Regions from separate parts of the Gossypium hirsutum genome. Here region 2 is linked to region 1. Evidence: chromatin contacts called from public Hi-C data. All regions are on one chromosome and are shown on one strand. Each heading gives the region's core, a stretch centred on a gene start, on an enhancer-like site or on the middle of the called end of the contact. The rest is flanking DNA. Distances are from core to core; before and after follow the strand shown. Region 1 holds the start of LOC107946879 (luminal-binding protein 5). Region 2 holds the start of LOC107946898 (protein NLP6-like).

The links. Hi-C and Micro-C count contacts between places; a contact is called where the count stands out from the background.
Region 2: a contact with region 1 is called in a Hi-C map of leaf, with 2.1 times the contacts expected there. The contact joins the promoter of LOC107946898 here to the promoter of LOC107946879 in region 1. A contact is called at or near these places in 14 of 34 Hi-C or Micro-C datasets (anther, fibers, hypocotyl and 3 more).

Annotation. Positions count from the first base shown.
Region 1 is chrA08:79,413,796-79,419,124 of Gossypium_hirsutum_v2.1, forward strand. It overlaps LOC107946879 (luminal-binding protein 5), which reads right to left and starts at 3,236. Exons shown (of 8, transcript XM_041074483.1): 1 at 3,021-3,236; 2 at 2,163-2,430; 3 at 1,860-2,074; 4 at 1,523-1,765; 5 at 962-1,441; 6 at 716-870; 7 at 527-609; 8 at 1-447. The coding sequence starts at 3,078.
Region 2 is chrA08:79,576,774-79,582,087 of Gossypium_hirsutum_v2.1, forward strand. It overlaps LOC107946898 (protein NLP6-like), which reads right to left and starts at 2,781. Exons shown (of 6, transcript XM_016881391.2): 1 at 2,199-2,781; 2 at 1,328-1,707; 3 at 1,135-1,326; 4 at 920-967; 5 at 1-273. The coding sequence starts at 2,457.

The DNA.
Region 1 (5,329 bases), core at 1,986-4,485:
GCTCCGCCAGATCTTTGGTAAACAGCCGTGATAATGGGGTTGCAGACAGCCTCAACCTCCTTGAGCTTCTCCTCGTAGTCTTCCTTCTCAGCATTCTGGTTGTCATCAAGCCACTCAAGGGCCTCCTTCACGGCTGCTTCAATTTTCTCCTTCTCATCGGATTCAAGCTTGTCAGCGAGCTTATCCTTGTCACTAATCTGGCTTTTCAAGTTGTAGACGTAAGTCTCAATGCTGTTGCGGGCATCGATTCTTTCCTTCACCTTCTTATCCTCCTCTGCAAATTCTTCTGCCTCGCGAACCATTCTGTCTATCTCCTCCTGGCTCAGACGACCCTTATCATTGGTAATAGTGATCTTCTCTGTTTTATGTGTGCCCTTATCTTCTGCCTTCACATTTAAAATCCCATTTGCATCAACTTCAAACGTAACTTCAATTTGAGGGGTTCCCCTGTGCAGTTGAGTTGTCACAACATTAAGTCAATACACTCAATATACAAGTGCAGAATTGACAAAGGGAGAGTGCAAACCTTGGAGCTGGAGGAATTCCAGTAAGATCAAAATTCCCAAGCAACCTACAATCCTTCGTGAGACTCCTTTCGCCTTCAAACACCTGACATCAGTCCATAACAAATCCAAATAAGGTTCAAAGACTTCCAGTTCTTAGCATTGCCAGAAACATCCAATTCTCAAGTATTTTTAATAGCATTTGTAAATACCTGAATGGAGACGGTGGTCTGCTGGTCCTGATAAGTGGTGAAAACTTGAGACTTCTTGGTTGGGATAACAGTGTTTCTGGGAATCAACTTTGTCATGACGCCACCGACAGTTTCAATACCGAGACTAAGCGGAGCCACATCAAGGAGAAGAATGTCTGTCCATAAAAACATTATACACAAATATCAGCCATAGTTTATTCCATTATAACACTTTCATGAGCTATAAGCACGGGAGATGAAATGTACCTTTGGTTTCATCACCACCCTCTCCACTCAAGATTCCTCCTTGCACTGCAGCACCATAAGCAACTGCTTCATCTGGGTTAACACCCTTATTGGGCTCCTTTCCGTCAAAGTAGTCCTTAAGGAGTTGTTGAACCTTTGGAATTCTAGTGCTTCCACCGACAAGAACAATCTCATCAATTTGGCGTTTCTCCAAACCAGCATCTTCCATTGCCTTCTTCACAGGTCCCATTGTCTTTCGGAACAGGTCATTGTTCAACTCCTCAAAACGGGCCCTGGTCAGTGGCTCAGAGAAATCAACACCTTCAAAAAGTGATTCAATCTCCACACGGACCTGGTGCTGGCTGCTAAGAGCTCTTTTGGCACGCTCAGCTTCCCTCCTAAGCTTCCCAAGTGCCCTGTTGTCCTTGCTGATATCCTTTCCATGCTTTTTCTTGATCAGTTTAATAAAGTACTCCATAACCCTCTGATCAAAATCCTCACCTGCAAGAAAAGTGACCGTAAACAAAGATCCAGTGTTGAAAAAATTTTATAATCCTATAAGAAAACAATAAAGATGCTTACCTCCCAAATGAGTGTCTCCATTTGTGGAAAGAACCTCAAATACACCATTATCAATAGTCAAGACACTGACATCAAATGTCCCACCACCAAGGTCAAAAACAAGAATGTTTTTCTCTCCACCCTTTTTGTCCAAACCATAGGCAATGGCAGCTGCAGTTGGTTCATTGATAATTCTTGCCACGTTAAGCCCAGCAATAACGCCAGCATCCTTGGTGGCCTGCCTCTGGGCATCATTGAAGTAAGCTGCAAATAAAACAGAGATAATATGAGCATAATCAAGGATCCAACAAACTTAACCATTTTGAGCTGAGAACATTGTTTCTTATGGTGCACTCACCAGGAACAGTGACCACTGCATCCTTAATTTTCTTCCCAAGGAAAGCTTCGGCTGTGTCCTTCATCTTACCCAGAATCATAGCACTAATCTCTTCAGGACTGAAAACCTTGGTCTCTCCATCCTTAATCTTTACTTGAATATAAGGTTTTCCATCCTTGTTGACAATCTTGTAGGGAACAAGTTTCATGTCCCTCTGGACCTCCTTATCTTGAAACCTGCAAAGAACAAAGCCCCCGCAGTAAGCATTATTTCCCAACCAACCCCTACAATGTAAAACAAGAAACATGGCAGAATGAGATTTACTTTCTTCCAATAAGTCTTTTGACATCAAAGATGGTCCTCTCTGCGTTAACAGCTGCCTGATTCTTAGCAGCTTCACCTATCAGCCTCTCACTGTCTGTGAAACCCACCCATGATGGTGTGATACGGTTTCCTTGGTCATTGGCTATAATTTCCACGTGACCATTCTTGTATACACCAACACAAGAATACGTTGTGCCAAGATCAATTCCAATTACGGTCCCCAATTTCGCGGCTTCCTCCTTTGCAATCGAGAGTGCAAAAAGACATCCTGTTTGAAAAGTTAACACGATGCTAACCATTATACAGTCCTTTTTCAATATCACTCTATGGTCATTTTTAAACTCAATCATTATGTTAGCCAAAGTTATTTAAAGTCACTATCCATTGAATTAGACATCAAATATCAAATTTGGTAAAGCGGCCACGTGGAAAGATCAAGATAGAACAGAATCCTAACCAAGTTCTAGAATATTTACGCTCATAACATTGCAACTTCCATCTTAGAAATGCTTCACCACAAATGGAAAATTAAAATAAAATACGTGAAAACACATGATTTTGTTCGAATCAAACTAATTTCCGAGACATTAATTTCATAATCCAGAAATTTCTAGTTCTGAAATCAATGGAGCAAAAACAAATGATATGAGATCGCCGAAACTCTCATTTGATGATGTAATGCATTACAAGAATCCGTAGAACCTAAATCAGATCTAAGCATGCACCGATTTGGGAGGAAAAACATCATCAAACAAAACTAGATCTAACACGTTTCGTCTCAAACAGTTAAAGAATCAGAGAACACGGAATCACATGAAACAAGCGGAATTAACAAATGAGGAACAGCACGATACTCACCGGACAAGACTATCGCTAGAACCACCAAAGAGCCGCGCGCTCTGAATGAGCCAGCCATCACTCCACCTCAACACTTATCTGTGGAGAAGCCTCTTTGAGTTTTTTTTTTTTTTTCCCTCTGAAAGTGGAATGGTTGTAGTGTTTAAAATGAAATGAGCATTTTTCGAAGAAAGAGTCGCGGGTCGAGCATTTTATATTTGTTGTGTCCCACGTTTGACGGAAGTTTCTCAGGTGAGTAACAGGAGAGAACATGTCATAGTGTTGACGTGGGCCAATCAAGTTTGAAGGAAGGGATGATTGAGCCAATGAAATTAGATATTGGGTTGGGAAGATCTTGGCCGTTTATTTCCCAAATGTCCTTGTGTCCGCTTCCTTCTCGCTTGCTTTCTTCGATTCAAGCTATTAATAAAATAGGATGACAATTGACCAGTATTCCGGTAATTGATTCAAAACGCGCCAACATTCTATCGTTTTGGGCTTTTCCAAATGCGAAGTAGAAACATTCATATTATATTTATTTATTAAAAATTTGTTGTAAATTTTATAACCAATCAAAAATATATTGTTTGAAAAAGTAAAAATACTATAAAATAATATGTATTTTATTTTTTATAATCTTCATAATTTTTTTATGATCAATTTGTATCGATTTTAAGTTGATTTAATTTTTAAAAATGAAAATAATATAATAATTGAAGGATATGAAGTTATTTAAAATTCCTTAAATTACTACTTTCTTTACTACAAAAATCAAAAGAATCATATCCTAAGCGATTGGTTTTTTTTATATAATTATTATCATAACAAGTATATAATATTTAAACATTATAACGTATAAAACTCTTTTTTTTTTTCATTTTTGCACTAAGCATCTAATGAGACCCATAAAAATATTAATACACTAAATGTTAATGTGCCATATTAATATGGCGCCACTTGCTAAATATTGAAGCCCACCACCTAAATTTGTTTCAGTTTTTTTTTTCTCTAAAACATTACTTTAACATATATATACATATATATATATATACACTAATTTTTTTATCCCGTTCAATGCACGAGTGAAACTTTTATGTATCTGTTTCAAAAAAAAAAAAGAAACTTTTATGTATCAATTTTAACATTTTATATTTAATTTTTAATGATTGTTGCGAACAAAAAAGGTGCATGTTTATTTTAAAAATGATTATAAATAAAGTTTAATACTTATTATAATTCATGTAATGAGTCAAGTTAGAAATTTTTTTAGGGTGCGAAATTAAATTATAATTTTTGTAATAATAAAAATATAATTTTATCATTTTATCATTCTATATCTTTATAATTATTAAAGGATTAAATTAAAATTTTATCATTTTTAGGGGATAAATTGTAATTTTCCCTTTACTATTTTAAAATTTTCAAAGGGCATAAATGAAAAATTTTCTATTTTGGGGGGGTGCCAGGGGCCCTTGCCAGCCCTTGGTTTTGCCCCTAGAATGAGCTAAAATGGAATTATTTGTCCCTTATATATAGGGGTGAGTGTTCGATCGAATTGAATGAAAAAATTTCGAGTTAATCGAGTTAACGAATCATATTTTGTCATCCTAATTCGATTTGAAATTTTATCGAATCGAGTCTAGTGAGATGGAATTCGAATAGAATCGAATATATTTTTTCAAGTTAAATTAAAAAAATATTTTAGGTCTTTGTAATCACTATACTCACCGTAATCAAATTTGTTATTAACTTTTATCTCTTTATAATTTATTTATTAATCTTTTATATACGAGTTAACTTCTTTACTTGCTTAGTTGCTTCAATTATCTTCTGATCCTTGTCATTATGTATTTTGAAACTAAAAAATTTATATATTAAATGTGAAAAATGAGATTTTTTAATAAAAATTATCTTAAAGATAAAATGTGAAATTGATACAACATAAAATTTTAACACGAATATTTTATGGCATCATCAATAATTCAATTTTAGTAAAAATTTATAAAGATTCAATATTATAAAACAATTCAATAATACAAATAGTACAAAATGTGAAATTTTATATTAATAATATAAAATAATAAATATAAATAAAATTATTATTTAGGTTTAGGAATTTTTTTTGGATGATTTTAATTTTTTTTATTTGGGGTTAAGGGTGAGAAGTAAAAATTTAAGGTAAAAATAAAAATTTTGAAAGTTGAGCAATAAATGGGAGGAGTAAAATTTCGGGAGGGAAATATTCAAAAAAAAAAAAGAGAGGGGGGAAATGGGTTTGGGGTAGAAATGGGGTGGGATGGGAGAGGAGCAAAAGTTATAGGGGAAAAGTG
Region 2 (5,314 bases), core at 1,531-4,030, 160 kb after region 1:
CTGTAGGTGATGCTCAAGACAAGCATCCCGGAAACCCCACATGTGAGCATCTACAACATAGAAAGCCACATCAGTTGTTGACATGCAGACTTGTCCCATGCAGCTACCATCAAAGCTTGTACAACTTTTCTTTAGACCACCACCATGGACCAAAACCTTGCGATGCCTGCAGGGGACCCAGGTCTGAGCCAAAGGTAGTTTGTGCGTTTCACAGACCACTGTCAAAATCTCCAAAATTTCTGCCAGTGCATTTTGGCGATTTTCACTGCAAATCTGACACATAGGGATTAGTTTGTCAGAACATGTAGAAAAAAGAATAAAACCGCCAAAAAAAATAATTAATTACTTAAATAATTTATTTTTTATAAAATACAAAAATAACTCAAAATCTACTGTAAAAGTTAGCTGTACCAACTTTTAAAATATTATAAATAAATAATAAATAAATAATAATAAAGAAATACAAATAAAAAAAAAGGACAAGAAAAACAGAAAATAAAAAAAATGAAAAACAAATAATAATAAAAAAATCAGAAAAAGGCTAGGCAGCAGAATAGGAGCCGAACAGGGTTGGTGGCGCCAGCTCCACCAGAAAAAGGGCAAAATTGTTTAGAAGTCCCCCTATTTTTTCAAAAATTACAATATTTTTTTATTATTTATATAAATGGCTCCATTCTATATGATTCCGTTAAAAAATTAATTTTTTTTCAAATTATTGATGTAACATATTGGTAGTGCTAAATATTTTGACTCTACCAACTTTTACAGTAAATTTTATTTTCTTATTTTATTAAAAAATAAATTATTTAAGTAATTAATTATTTTTTTGGGTTAGTTTTATAAGAAAGCAACAAAACAAGAAACATGTCTCAACATCCAAATGAATTAGAGATTTGACAAGATTACAATTAAATCTCACCTGGGTGCATGGGTAACCCAGTATTTCTGAGCTTTTTAGATTCACCGCCTGCACAAAGAACCGAGGAATCTCAGAGCATTTAAAACTAGAAATATTTTCTAAGAACCAATGATTAAGAATGAAAGAAAGTTTTATCTGCCAAAGTAGCCAATGAAGACTGATGATTTAGCAATAAACAAATAAGAAAAAGACGTGGGTAAAGAAAGAAACCCAACCTCAAGTGCTTTGCATACTTTATCAACCTCTGGTGCATAGTTAATCTTCTGTGATGTCATTATGAGTTCAAGTACACCCACACAAGACTGTCCAGAAGGTTCAAAGACTGGCAATGCCAAAGTACCCTGAACATTGTAATGCAGAGCATGATTAAGCCGAGAATACTCTCTGCTGGAATAATACTGTACATTTTGGAGTCCATTCTGGCAATTTTTGCTGGAAAACACGGCCAGGAAGTCCAAGCTGTACATCACTCTCTCCGTCCACAGAAAACATGTACATCAAAGAAACCATCCTATACTGATGCAATCCACTGCTATGCGGATCAAGGACGAAGGGTTGCCCCAATGTTGTTAGCACATATCGACCCCCATCCTTTACAGGTGCCCAAACCTGTGCTAGAACATGTTGTTCAGTTGATTCCTTGAAGTAACGCAACGCCCGAGTCATCCTCTCTTTAATTACACAATAACTATCTGGGTTCTCAAGGGGCAGCAATCCCAGAAATAGAGATGGCAACCCTCTATTATCATTCTCCTCCTTTGCATTTTCATTTACTGGATTCGGAGTACCTGCATTTAGTATATAACCTCAAATACAAATACACTCAGCTAAGCAATAGATGCTTGCACCAATCAAATATGTATAGTTTCTAATATGATAAAATGAATTAAACCCAGAAAATTCTAAAATTCAGGTGCTAGACTGTTGAACTTGGAGGCATGACTTATTCAGTAAACCTCTTTTACTTTCTGGGGCATTGATTGAGAAACTGAGCTTTGAATGTTGAAAACCAGAAATAGACTGGCCAATTTATGCATAAAAGTCTAGGGTCACCAATTTCTAAGAAAGTAGCCAAAATTCCAAGAAAATTTAAGGGGAAAAAAATATTCAACCGGGACAGAGAAAACCAAATTCAAGCTCCAAATAAACCAACGAAACCATAAAACAGCCAAAATTGAAGGGAAGAAAAAGCTAATCCAAATCAGTAAACGAAGCCAAAAAGAACAACAGAAAGGAAGAAAACAGATAAGCAAAATTATCAAGTTAAAAAAGGACTAACACGTGACGAAAAGATTGTAACCAGCGGCAGCGGCAGACCCAAGCTTATCATCATCAGAGAAAGCCCATAGAGGAGAACAAGGCTGCTCAGAAGAAGAGGAGGTGACGAAAGGAGAGGTGGGGTTAGAAAGGGAAGTCAACTGATCAAAGGGCCAGGAACTCTGAAGGTCCAGTTCATCGAAATCCATTATTCCCTGGTGTTGTGGCTGTACTTGTTTGGGCGGGAACGGACACGCATTGTCTTCCTCCGGCTCGCACATTTTCTGGGAAAGGAAAAACCTGAAAACAGGTTCCCTCCTTCAATAACTTTCCTGACGACGATTTCCCGTGGAGAAGGAGAATAGTTATTTTCCTCGCTTTGCTGTTTGGAAGGCTAGAAGACATAGGAAATTTCACATAATGCAATTGCTCAGATGGCACGGGTAAATAATTGCAGCCAGAGATTACAATTTTTTTTTCTGATTTTTCTTAATTTAAAATATTTTAATTGATGGAATCCAAGCTGGGTTGTGGGCTACGCCTAGTTGCTACAATTTGGATAAAAATGTTGTAACGTGAGGAGATGATTCTATGTTCCTCCCCTCCATTATCACCACCATCCTCTTTCTTTTATCTTTATGTATATAACTAAATATGGTTTAATTTTGCCTTCACTCCCTCTACCCTTTAGACTTTTAAATGTGATCCTCTTCTCTTTTATTCCATAAATTTGAATAAATCACATTTTAATAATTTAAAAAAATTGAAATTTGAAAAGAAAGAATAATTAACATATTGAACGGTGGTGATGTGTGCTTTAGAAAAGGTAACCTATTATCTCCCATAGTCATATACTTAATTAATGTATATAAAAGAGTTGCTTGCATCGTCAAAGATTTTACTAAAAGTGGAAACTTTCATGCAAAAGATACAAAGCTTTCTTAATGAATCCGGCAACTTTGTGTTTAATTTTGGAAAGTTTTCGCCCCCATCCCAATTGGGCGACTAAAACAAAGTAATCATTTCGCAAATAATGCTAATCTTGTTTTAAATATTTGATTAGCGTTTAAGAATTTAACTTACTTACATCACTGCTTCACCCATGATGAATCCATTAATTAACCAAATTTGTTTAATTAATCATACACGATGATTACTATGAAATTTTCTACTAAATCTTTAGCTGTGTCCTTAGCACTTGCAAAAAATTCAAGATTATGATTGATGTAGCCAAGTCCATTGCGCCCAACAACAATTCTATTCCTAGAAAGAAAATTGGGAAATTGGCTGCTCAAAGTGATGGCATAATGGAGAAAAGGATGTCTTAATCATGGCAATCAAATTGAGGTTGATGAGGGATAGATGTTGAAATCTAGTTTTTTTGGGGGGTAAGGACCAAATAAAAATTATTTATATTTTGTAGGTTGGAATCTAATTAAGAGGATAAGCATTAAGTTTTTGTCATACTGTTGTATTTAAATTTGTTTTAATTAGATGCCATATCTTTTAGTTTTTATTATATAAGTTATGCATGTTAAAATTAAAGTTGATAAAAAAAATGATTTCTTCAAGAGAAATATAATTTATAATACAAAATACATTAAATAAATAACCCACAAAAACTTAAAACGTAACACAAGTATAGGATGAGATGAAGATTTGCAGATTAAAAATGACACTCTACCTTAATGGCTAAACCAAAGTATTATTGGGAAAATAAAAATTGTTTTGAAAATAGAGGTGGTATCTCCAATGAGGGATTTGGGAAATATGATGTTGCTGTTGCCCTACATATCACTCAATTTTATATTATTATTGATGGAATGATTAGGGAGTTGGCTGAGGCTTCTCGAGATCGCACCTCGCTTCACCTAACATTGCCTTCCCATGCTTCTCTCCTACAATTTTACCACCATAAAACTAAATCATTAACCAATTCCATTTTTATTTATTTTCATTTATCAATCATAGTTGTAAATATTTAATTATATATTACTTAAATAATAAAAAAAATCTATTTAATTATTATAATAATATAAAATACCATATTTACTTGTATATTTATCAACTTCATCAAAATCAATTTGAAATTTGAAGATTCAACCTTTAGCATATAAATGGAATTTTAAAAATCCAGTTAAAATTGAAAATTTATTTTTATTTTTTTAGCCAAAAAAAATTGAATTTTTCGTTACGTTAATTTTTTAAAAAAAGAAGCAAATAATTGATGACCTATAAAATTAGTACCCGACGACTTGATTTTTGGTTGGAAACCCTTTGTGTAATTAAGAAGATGACAAAAAGGAGCCGACATTGTAGGCCTCTCAATATCATTAAAGAAGAAAAAGAAGAAGAAGAAGCAAAACTGAAATAGAAGTTTATATTGGGCATTTCTACTTTTTACTGATTTCCAACGTAAATAGAGAGAAAAGGACGGCGGAGGCAGTTGAGTTGCCACCTCCCCCTCATGCAATCCACTCATTTAACCTAGACTCCCTCCTGCCACAACCAACCAACATCCTTAAATTCTTACTCCATTTTTTATTTTTATATTTTAATTTTATATTCGTGTTTATTTTTAATTTTTAATAAAAAAATTTTAGATCCCAAATTAATGTATCAAATGAAATATTATTTTTAAATAAGAAAAAACATTAAAGAAAGTAGTTTAATACAGAAATGTTCATTTAATTATTGCCCGCGTTTTATTTTGGGCACTGAACTTTTAATTTTTCTAATTTAGTCACTAAACTATTTAAAATCAATTTTTAGCCACCAAACATTAATAGCCTTTTATAATCTGATGGAAGTGTTGACATGGGCTTTTTTTTATTAGTCTAATAATAAATTTAGTCCACTAATATTTATACATTCTATCAAATTGATCCTAAATATAAAAAAGATTAACTATTAATGTTCACAAATTTTATCATTTTAGTTCAAATTGTAAAACAAATTATATATCAACATTAGAAAAATTATATGCCATTACGTCTAGTGAAACTCTGACAACTCTCATCAAATCTGCCACCAACCACACCTCTGCCATCTTCTTCTTTGTCAACACGTTCACAATTGGATGAAAGGTGACAACGTTCAACCTACTATTTCCCATTATAGTTTAAACCACGTATAGCG